2 separate regions of the Sus scrofa genome follow, and region 1 is linked to region 2. A link is a contact called in public Hi-C data. All regions are on one chromosome and are shown on one strand. Each heading gives the region's core, a stretch centred on a gene start, on an enhancer-like site or on the middle of the called end of the contact. The rest is flanking DNA. Distances are from core to core; before and after follow the strand shown. Region 1 has its middle 400 kb from the start of CCDC171. Region 2 has its middle 540 kb from the start of CCDC171.

Evidence for each region. Hi-C and Micro-C count contacts between places; a contact is called where the count stands out from the background.
Region 1: a contact with region 2 is called in a Hi-C map of embryonic fibroblasts, with 2.1 times the contacts expected there. The contact joins two enhancer-like sites. A contact is called at or near these places in 3 of 47 Hi-C or Micro-C datasets (embryonic fibroblasts, fibroblasts and mesenchymal stem cells).

What each region holds. Positions count from the first base shown.
Region 1 is chr1:206,742,799-206,748,149 of Sscrofa11.1, reverse strand. No RefSeq gene overlaps it. Among named protein-coding and RNA genes, the nearest start is that of CCDC171, 400 kb to the left of the region's middle. Within about 2 kb of position 4,024, at least 4 of the 83 cell types and tissues checked have an H3K27ac peak or open chromatin away from gene starts, as enhancers often do. A contact at or near this core is called in embryonic fibroblasts, where this site is marked.
Region 2 is chr1:206,604,541-206,609,271 of Sscrofa11.1, reverse strand. No RefSeq gene overlaps it. Among named protein-coding and RNA genes, the nearest start is that of CCDC171, 540 kb to the left of the region's middle. Within about 2 kb of position 2,266, at least 4 of the 83 cell types and tissues checked have an H3K27ac peak or open chromatin away from gene starts, as enhancers often do. A contact at or near this core is called in embryonic fibroblasts, where this site is marked.

The sequences.
Region 1 (5,351 bases), core at 2,775-5,274, 140 kb before region 2:
GAAGTCAGGGTATCAGATGAGTGAGTGTGGTGCCTTTGTCAGCCCTGCCCACCTTTGTGAAGTCTTAACAGGCAACATCCTGTGCCTGAAAGGAGGCTATTGCTATCCTCTGGGAAAAAAACAAGAGGGCCTGAAACAGAGGTGAGGAAGCCAGGACTGGAGAGGAGAAGATAGGAAGGTAAATATGAGATTTAGCAAAAGAAAGACTTGGGGAGTTCCCATCGTGGCTCAGTGGTTAACGAATCCGACTAGGAACCATGAGGTTGCAGGTTCGATCCCTGGCCTTGCTCAGTGGGTTAAGGATCTGGTGTTGCCGTGAGCTGTGGTGTAGGTCGCAGATGCGGCTTGGATCCTGAGTTGCTGTGGCTGTCCCTGGTGGCTCCGATTAGACCCCTAGCCTGGGAACCTCCTTATGCTGCAGAAGTGGCTCTAGAAATGGCAAAAAGACCAAAAAAAAAAAAAAAAAAATCAAGAAAGACTTGGGAAAGAAGCTGGTGTACAGGGTAAAGAAGAGAGAAGTATCATGTAAGATTCTGAGGTCTCAGTGACTGTTGTGCGTGTTTGTTTAATCAGACAATAAGCTCCTTCAAGTTATTCCCAGATACCCTGCAGTGGTAGAGGCAGCAGTGTCGTCATCATTATCAGTATGACTTCCTTTTTTTTTAAGATTTTTTTTTATTATGGTTGATTTAGAATGTTCTGTCAATTTCTGCCATACAGTGAAGTGACCTAGTTTTATAGTTTTATGACCTAGTCATATATATATATATATTCACACACACACATATTCTTTTTCTCACATTATCCTTCATCATGTTCCAGCACAAGTGACTAGATAAATTTCCCTGTGCTGTATACAGCAGAATCTCATTGCTTATCAATTCCAAATGCGATAGTTTGCGTCTACTAACCCCAAACTCCCAGTCAATCCCCCTTCCTCCCCCTTCCCTTTGTTAGTCATTTTACTTGTGTGTGTTTTCATGCGGTTGGAATTTTGGGATGAATAGATCAATTCAATCCATTCAACTGCATTCAGTCAAATACACAGATTCTTATTTAGATATATACATTTTTTTTCTTTTATTTTATTGCAGTACTATTTTTTCCCAGATAGATTAAAGACATCTTTACATCTGTACATGGTTATATTCCTTTCCTTACATTTTTTACGTAGGTTTTAAAAAAGTTTTTATTGGAGTATAGTTGACTTACAATGTTGTGTTAATTTCAGGTGTACAGCAAAGTGACTCAGTTATGCATATACATGTATCCATTCTTTTTAAGATTCTTTTCCCATATAGGTCACTACAGAGTATTCAGTAAATTTCCCTGTGCTGTACAGCAGGTCTCTGTTACCCATCTGTTTTATAGATAGTAGTGTGTATATGTTAATCCCAAACTCCTAGTTTATCCCTTCCCCTTTGGTTACCACAAGTTTGGTTTCAAAATCTTTGAGCCTCTTTTTTTGTTTTGTGAATAAGTTCTTTTGTTTCATTTGTATTAGAGTCCACATATTAGTGATCTCATATGTACCATATCTTCTTCTTCTTCTTTTTTTTTTTTGCTTTTTAGGGCCAAACCTATGGCATATGGAAGTTCCCTGGCTAGGGGTTGCATCGGAGCTATAGCTGCTGGCCTACACCACAGCCACATTAATGTAGGAATCCAAGCCACATCTGTAGTTTACACCACAGCTCATGGCAATGCCAGATCCTTAACCCACTGAGCAAGGCCAGGGATCAAACCTGCAGCCTTATGGATACAGTCAGGCTTGTTACCACTGAGCCGCAGCAGCAGCTTCCCAGATCTTCTTTATCCACTCCTCTGTTGGTGGGCATTTAGGTTGCTTCCATGTCTTGGCTATAGTAAATAGTGCTGCAATGAAAATTGGGGTGCATGTATCATTTCAAATTATGGTTTTCTCCAGATATATGCCCAGGAGTGGGATTGCTGGGTCATATGGTAGTTCTTTTTTTAGTTTTTTAAGAGACCTTCATACCGTTCTCCATAGTGGTTTCACCAGCTTACATTCCCACCATCAGGGTAGGAGTGTTCCCTTTTCTCCACATCCTTCCCAGCATTTATTGTTTGTAGATTTTTTGATGATGGCCATTCTGACTGGTGTGAGGTGATACCTCATTGTAGTTTCGATTTACATTTCTCTAATAATTAGTGATATTGACCATCTTTTCATGTGCTTTTTGACCATCCGTCTGTCTTTGGTATATACCTATGTATATAGTAACTTCATTTGTTCTTAAGTCATTTCAAAAAAACCAACTTTAGAGTCTACTGTAGACCTGTATCATTCAATTTTTCCTTCCTGGAAAAATTCCATATATTTTGAAAGTGAGTTTAGATTAAGAGTATGAACAATATTTGATGTTTGAGAACAGCAGTTTGCATGGTGAAGGGCAGAAGAACAACTGTCTGGCCTGCCTCAGCCTGGGAGACCCCCCTGCTTGGTCAGACATGCACCCATAGGGAGGGAAGAGGGTGACAGAGGCTCTGGGTTCGTCAGCACAGAAGTCAGAGAACTGACTCACTTCCCTTTCTGAGATGCCGACTGTGGTTTGTGGTGGCGGCTCCCCACACTGGCCAGGCCCTTGCCTCTCCTGCCATTCCTGCTCTGTGTGATCTTGTCCCCAGGTGCCAGCTCCTGGCTCTTCATTTTGGGGACACACACATTTTTTTTCAAGAGGGTGGAGGGAAAATCAACATGAAGATGAATTGACTTCAAAGCAGGGAAAGAATGAAAATACTGGAAACTTCTGCTCATGATTCCACTTTCAGGGGCACAAGAATACATTGGAGACAAAGATGGAACATGTCTAGTTTTGAGGCCAGAACCTTGAGTTTAAGAGATCATTCAGAGAACTTGCCTAATGCAACATGACCATGAAAGTAGTTGTTGAATTCTGCCCACATTCTCCTTCTCTCTTCCCCCCTCTCTCTCTTTTTTTTTTTTTTTTAATGATGGTGGGGGCTTAGCTTTAAAATGAATTTTAAGTTTAAGAGAATTCATTTAAAAATAAGTTCCTCAGCCTGCATTTATAAAAGTAATTTCTCCCAACTGGAACGCACACACACATGTTCTACATATGCGGTCATTCTCTTCTACAATATGCTCCTTCTGAATACCACACAAAAGTAAATGACTAATCTAATTTTAAGTAGCATGGGAAACTTTGAGCGAATAGCAAATTCAATTTTCACACCAGGAAAACTTTTAAAATGTTCAGGACAAATCCAATAATAGGTGTTAGGTTGTCCATACAGAGACCAGCATACCCAGTCTTCCTTGTACATGTTGGTGAAATCTAGCCTAGCTCTGCTCACAGTGTTTATTGTGATATGCTGAATTACTGGAACCTATCATACCTTGATTTCTCTCTAAAAAACGCAAGTTGTTCACTGCCAGAGAGCTCCTCTCTCAACTGGATCTGTATAGGGCTTTAGAGAAATGGGACAGCCAGTTAAGTTAATCACAGGTGTGAATTCCTTATGGGCCCCCAGAGGACAACCCATAGAATGTGTTTCCCAGCTGCAAGAGGTACCCTGAATTCTAATATGTAACCACTTCCTGAGGGGTGGGTATGGTCTCTGGCTGCCAAACAGGGCCATTTCTGTAGAGGCTCAATTAGGTGAAACGTGTCTAGGTGGAAGAGATACCATGGACTGTGATCATGCCCTCAACCCCTCGGTTGGATGAGGATGTGGCACCTGGCAGGATTGGGCTTTAGAGGCAGCCCAGAGACCAGGGCAGGGACCCAGCACACCCTCCCTCAGTTCCCGCTGCTTATGCTCCAGCAGGAGGAACTTGGCCAAGGCTGCTCACTTCACAACATGGCGCCAAACGGGCCCCCAGAGAAACATTATCAAAGGCCTTTTTGTCTCCGAATGCATCGGAGCCGAGGAAGGGAATGTTATGCATGGCATGCATGGATGGGCTTTTGACCCACCCCAGCCCAAACCTCATTTTCTATGGGAGAGAGAAAGGTGGCAGGAGAGGAAGCCAGAAGGCCAGGATGTTGCCAACATTCAAGTGGGAAGGGCCCTCCTCTGGAATGAGCATGTTGCCAAAGGAATGGGGCTGAGGAATGAATTTTAGAAATGCTGTGGTGAACGAGACACCGAGATTTATTTTAAAATGAAAGATTTACGAAAGTAGCCTGGTACCAAAGGAAAAAGAGACTTGTGAGTCGAAAGAGGTGATGGTTTGTGAGCGGGGATAATGTGGAACACGAGAGAGTGACGGGGAGGGAGGGGAACGCCAGAGGCTGAGAAGAGAACCTGTGGGTGGGAGGTGGGCACAGGCTGCCAGTTTGGAGGCTGGCTTCTCATCCCGCTTCTGCATTAGTTCCCAGGACCTGGGAATTGCTTTCTTCATTTGTGCAGGGAAGGGGGTAATGAGACATATTGTTACAAGGTGTGGAAGTCCACGCTGGCTTCACCAAGCAGACAGGGAATCTATTATGAAGAAAGAGTGTAGCTCCCAGAAGCTGAAGAAAGGTGGGTGGGGATCAGGGCAGTGGCAGGGCTGCGGCAAAACAGGGCCCTGCCTACAGTCTCTAGGGCCTGGATCCCAGCTTTAAGTAGCTCTGAAAGTTTTCTGTCCAGGTGCCTTCCTGCCCCAGTTCCAGGTTCCTAGAAGGGCAATTCCAGTTGGTCTGGTGTGGGTCACGTTCTCAGCCGTTGGCCAGAGGAGGGCACCCAAACCATGAGCAACAGCAGAGAGGGTCTCCAGGAGAGGATGGAGGTGCTGTTATCAGAGCAAGAGGGACTGGGAGCTGGCCAAGCAAGAACACATGCCCGCCCGCTGCACAGGGCTAGGAATAGACAATGTCTTGGGTACCACGGCGCCGTGGAATAGATGGGTTTAGTATGCATCTGACATTGTTACCTCATTTATTTCTCACAAGTACCCTGAGAGAGAGATGAAGCCAGGTGAAGACTCAGGAAGACTCCTGGGACTCACAACACCCTGGGCTGACATCCAGTCAGGGCCCCCAGCAAGGGTGCCCTCTGGTTCTCAGTGACACCCACACAGGGAGCTTCGGGGGGGTGGAGGGGAGGGGAATGGTATTTGCCAGCCCAAAGCTGCCCAGAGTTCTGAATGCTCCGTCTACGCACCATAAAGTCTTTTCACCTGAGCTTCTTAATAGAAATTTGAAGTCCGAGTGCTTCTCCCATACCGTAACTATTTGCAGGAATGCTAGAAGAGGGGGAGCTGCCACCCAGCAGTACTTCTGGAGAGAATTCCCCGGGGGAAGGCAGGTGAAATGTGCGGGGCTCAGGCACTCCCTCTGGGCCACGGCAGAGCTTGGTTCCAGTTCCGACACTGGGTTCCC
Region 2 (4,731 bases), core at 1,017-3,516:
GAGGAGAGCCATCTACTAGAAGGTCATGGCGCCCCCAGGTGAGTGGCAGTCTGGCCAGCCCTAGTGAGAGATGACACAAGTTGACTGTCCCCAAGACAAAAAGCTTTACAGGAAATTACCACCTCTCTTTTCCACCTTATCTTCTTCTCAAAGGTATACAGGTTAGACAGAAATCAAAGCGAGTCGTTGATTTAGTTGTCATGTATATTACTTATCTATTGGGGTATAACAAACTGACCCAAAACTTAGTAGTTTAAAACAATGAACATTAGGGACTTCTCTGGAAGCTCAGCAGGTTAAGGATCTGGTATCATCACTGCTGTGGCTCTGGTTGCTGCTGTGGCGAGGTTCAATCCCTGGCCTGGGAATTTCTGCTTGCCATGGGCACAGAGAAAACAAAACAAAAACAAACAAAGAAACTAAAAACACCAAACTTGAATTATCTTCCTTTCTGTGGGTCAGAAGTTGAGGAGCAGCTTATCATGGTAGTTCCGATACCTCCTGGGTGAAGTTCAGGAGGCCATGGCGCCTCCAGATGAGTGGCAACCTGGCCAGCCCTGGTGAGAGATGACGAGAGATGACTCTGTCCCCAAGATGAAAAGCTATACATGGAATTACCACCTCTCTTCTCTGCCTTCTCATCTTCTTCTAAAAGGCATATCAATGTTAGACAGAAATTACACCCCAAGTGTGTTATTGGGTGAAATTAGAGGCTGCAAGATCTCTTAAATGGTGTAGCATCTAAAGGTTTGACTGGGGCTAGAGGACTCACTTCCACAGTGACCTGATCCATTCACATGGCTGTTGGCAGGAGGCCCTGCTTCCTTACCACATGGGCCTTCCCCCCACCGTGGGGCTGCTTGAACATCCCTACAACATGGCAGCTGGCTCCCTCCATAGCAAGGGATCCAAGATAAAGAGCAAGGAGGAAGCCCTTGCCTTTTTATGTCCTGATCTGGGAAGTCACACCATCATTCCATTCATTAGACTTGAGTTGCTGAATACACTTACATTTAGGGAGGGAATCAGGGTCTACTTCTTGAAGGAGGGGGTATCAAAGTATTTGTGGTCATATTTTATGACCACCATGCAGGTCCACTAGAGCACTGAGGAATCTCAAAGTCATTTAAGAAATGCTTGATTCTAACATTCATGTAAGGAAACCAGAATGATGAAGATTTTCCTTAGTTATATACCTCATCAGAGGTGGATTATAGGATTGCTCTGAAGGTACCTTGAAAATATATGGTCATTCTTCTAAGGAGAACAGTCACAAATACAGCAAGTAGATAATTACAACACACTGCACCCAGTGCTCTAACAACTGTATTAAGATTTATTGAGCCCTCACTGTAAGCCTATCATTCTCAGAAGGGCTCCACATGCAAGTCATAGCAACCCCCTGAGGTGGTACTGATTTGACCCCCATTGATTTATGAGGACAGAAAGGAACTGGTGGAGCTGAGATGAAAGGAACATAAACCAAAAGCTGAAAGAACCCAGAGAGGAGGAGCCTCCTTTTGCCTGGGTGGTGATGGTGAGAGTTGTAAAAGTCATCCTGAAAAAGGAGATATTTGAATTGGGCTGTAAAGCATGAGTAGGAGCTCGTTAAAAAAGACAAGGTAAGAGAGATATCAGAACACAGTCTGGACAGCGAATTGTGAACACTGAGGCTAGGGAGTGGAGAGCTGCCGGGATTTTCCCACAGGGCCTCTCATACATTCTGGTGGATGTGAGCAAGCTTTCTGTAATATTCACATCTGAGTTTTACACAGGTCGTGCCCACAGTCTGGTTTTGCTCCATCTCCAAACGGAAATTCCTGTACCAAATAGACCTTGAAGGGAACAGTTGTGGATGTGTAAGAAAGAGAAAAATATCTATGTCTGCCTGTGTCTAGTTAGCTGTGTTGCTCGAAGCATGCAGGGAATGAGGTTGCGTCTTAGGTTCATTTCCAACGTGGTTGAGTTTCCTTTTCTTTGATCCATGCCATAGACAGTGACCACAGCCAGCTCTGACCTGGCCAGCTGTCCCACTGCTATGTTTGGCTGGTTACAGTCAAGCTGGTTAAACTTCATTCACTTTATTAGGGCTGGATAGGAAGCCTTAAAGCATATCTTAATGACAAGAACCATCTTTCTACATGAAGGATGCTACATATTGCAACACATCATTGACACAGAAAACTCCTATCTAGCCTGACTATGTAAGGTTATGGTGGTTAGTTAAATATTTTGGTTAACAAACGATTGCTACAGAAGTCCTCCATGTATGACTAACTTTCAAAGAATTAGAATCCAGTAAGGCACTCCTTTGTTCTAAAATAACCCTGTGCATGCTCTAATATTTCTGTGAAGGCCCAAAGGCACTACAGAAGACATGGGTTCTTAAAGTCCACATTATGATGGCAAGGTTAGGTCAATGAGGCTGAGAAGGAAAAAGAGGGCAAAGAATATTTTCCTATGGAAACCACCAAGCTTGCTCTGGCCACTGAGTGTGGAGGTAAACTTAGGAAATCATGCATCTTCCTGATTGTTCCTGGAATGAGAAGACCTTCCAAGAGGAATACAGGGCCATTCCAGAAGACAAGAGTGCGGGCAAATAGTGTCTTGGAGCTTCCTGACCCATAGCTAGAAAGACTTCTGTTGAAAACTTTCCTGCTAATCAAAACCAGCTTCAGAAGTGAGTCAGAGTGCAATTTCTGGAGACACTTCTTCATAAGGGCTTCATAGAACATTGCTGGGGTGCTAGATCTTATTGGAAATATAACAAGATGGAGAAAATTATATTTATCAGAAGTATTTGTGTAGTTGAAATATTTAAAAGAAATGCTGTTTGCAGTGGGTTGGGGTTTCTCAACAGTTGCATGTCACTTTGTCTTCAAATGAGGGCAGGTCTGGTTGACTGCCAAGGTTTTGTTTATCTGAGCAGGGTATGCAAATTTGAGACCAAGCAGAATTGTTCGAAGAACAGAGGAGGGGCCTAGTGGTGTTTGTTGTCCTCTCCCTCTCCTCCCACCCCTCTGCACAATATTGAACAGATATTTAAAGAAAATCATTTTGGAGGAACACTCAATTGTGAGGCTTCCCACTATAGTTGTCATATCTCCATCTGGCTTTGATCCTAATGCATAGATTATGTAAAGTCCATTGGTTGACTTATCTCATGACCCTGATCACCCCACTTTCTGCTATTTCACTGCTGGTTATGCATCCAATAGAACATGTGGGAAAGAAAAAAGAAGAAAAGGGAGCTAAAGCAGTCAAGTGCTCGACTTTTTAACAGCTCTAATTTTTTTAAGTAGGGGTGGGGTTAGATGGAAGAGGTTGCAACTGGTGTTAAAAATGAGGTTTGAGGGACTCTTACTGTGGCTCAGCAAGTTAAGGACCCAACATTGTCTCTGTGAAGATGTGAATTTGATCCCAGGCCTCGTTCAGTGGGTTAAGGATCTGGCATTACTGCAAACTGTGGTGCAGGTCACAGATGTGGCTTGGATATGGTGTTGCTGTGGCTATGGCATAAGCCTGCAGATGCAGCTCTGATGTGACCCCTAGCACAGAACTTCCATGTGCCCCGAGGTGTGGCCATAAAAAGAAAAAAGAAATGAGGTTTGAAAATTGTCTGTATCTGGTCTTAATCTATACTAAAACTAGTCTTAAAAAATCATCTCAGAGGCTTTGCAGGTGAAGAGACTGCTGTCCAAAGTGACTTGCCACAGGTTAAAATGCTATTACAACATATAATTAAGAGATTATCAAGGAATTCCCTTCATGGCTCAGCAGTTAACAAACCTGACTAGGATCTATGAGGATGTGGGTTCCACCCCTGGTCTCGCTCAGTGGGTTAAGGGTTAAGGATCCAGCATTGCCATAAGCAGTGGTGTAGACCGGCAGCTGTAGCTCCAATAACACCTAGCCTGGGAACCTCCATACGCTCTGGGTGTGGCCCTAAAAAGCAAAACAAAAACAAAAATAAAAAACAGAGAGAGATGATCAATGAGATCCAGTAAAAGGATCCCCAGGATAGAAAGAGTCTGAAGCATCTGGTCATCATCTTTGTGTGTGTGTTTCTCCTTCTTCTACCTGGTAAGAAATAGAGGAAGAAGAATTATTCATGATTCCTTGTGATTGCCCAGGATTACTCTCGAGAATAATGCTACCCACCTGCATTATACACCTTTTGTTTGACAATCATTTATATAGGAGTTATTACTTGAAAGGCACTGTTCCAGGCAGATTCTGAATATGAACCTATTTCATGATTGTAGCACCTCCCTGGGCCAAGGACTAGTGGTATCTCCATTTCGCAGATGGGGAAACTGAGGCATGCAGCTAGCAACACCAGTGAGTTGGGGTGTGGCCAGATAGTCTGGCTCGGAATCTGCCATTAACCACTAAACTGGCCTGACTGCAGAGCTCTGCCCCTGTCTTTCCAGAGGTCTTTCTTATAAACCCCTGAGATTCCTCTAAAGTAACAAGCATGCAGCGATCTGGTGCTGGTGCGAGTGCAGAGCTTTTGCTGGCTGGGAAAGGGCCCCTGGAAGGGTCCTCAGGGTGGAACAATGGAGCAACATGAAGACACCAACAGGAGGTTTTTTCCCACAGAAACATGAGCTCTGGGGGCAACAGAGGGAGGAAGATGGGTGAGGGCGAGGCCAAGGATCTAAGATGCAGTCCATATGGGATTACATTAAGACATATGTATATATGTGTTTGGAAGTCTGCACACATGTG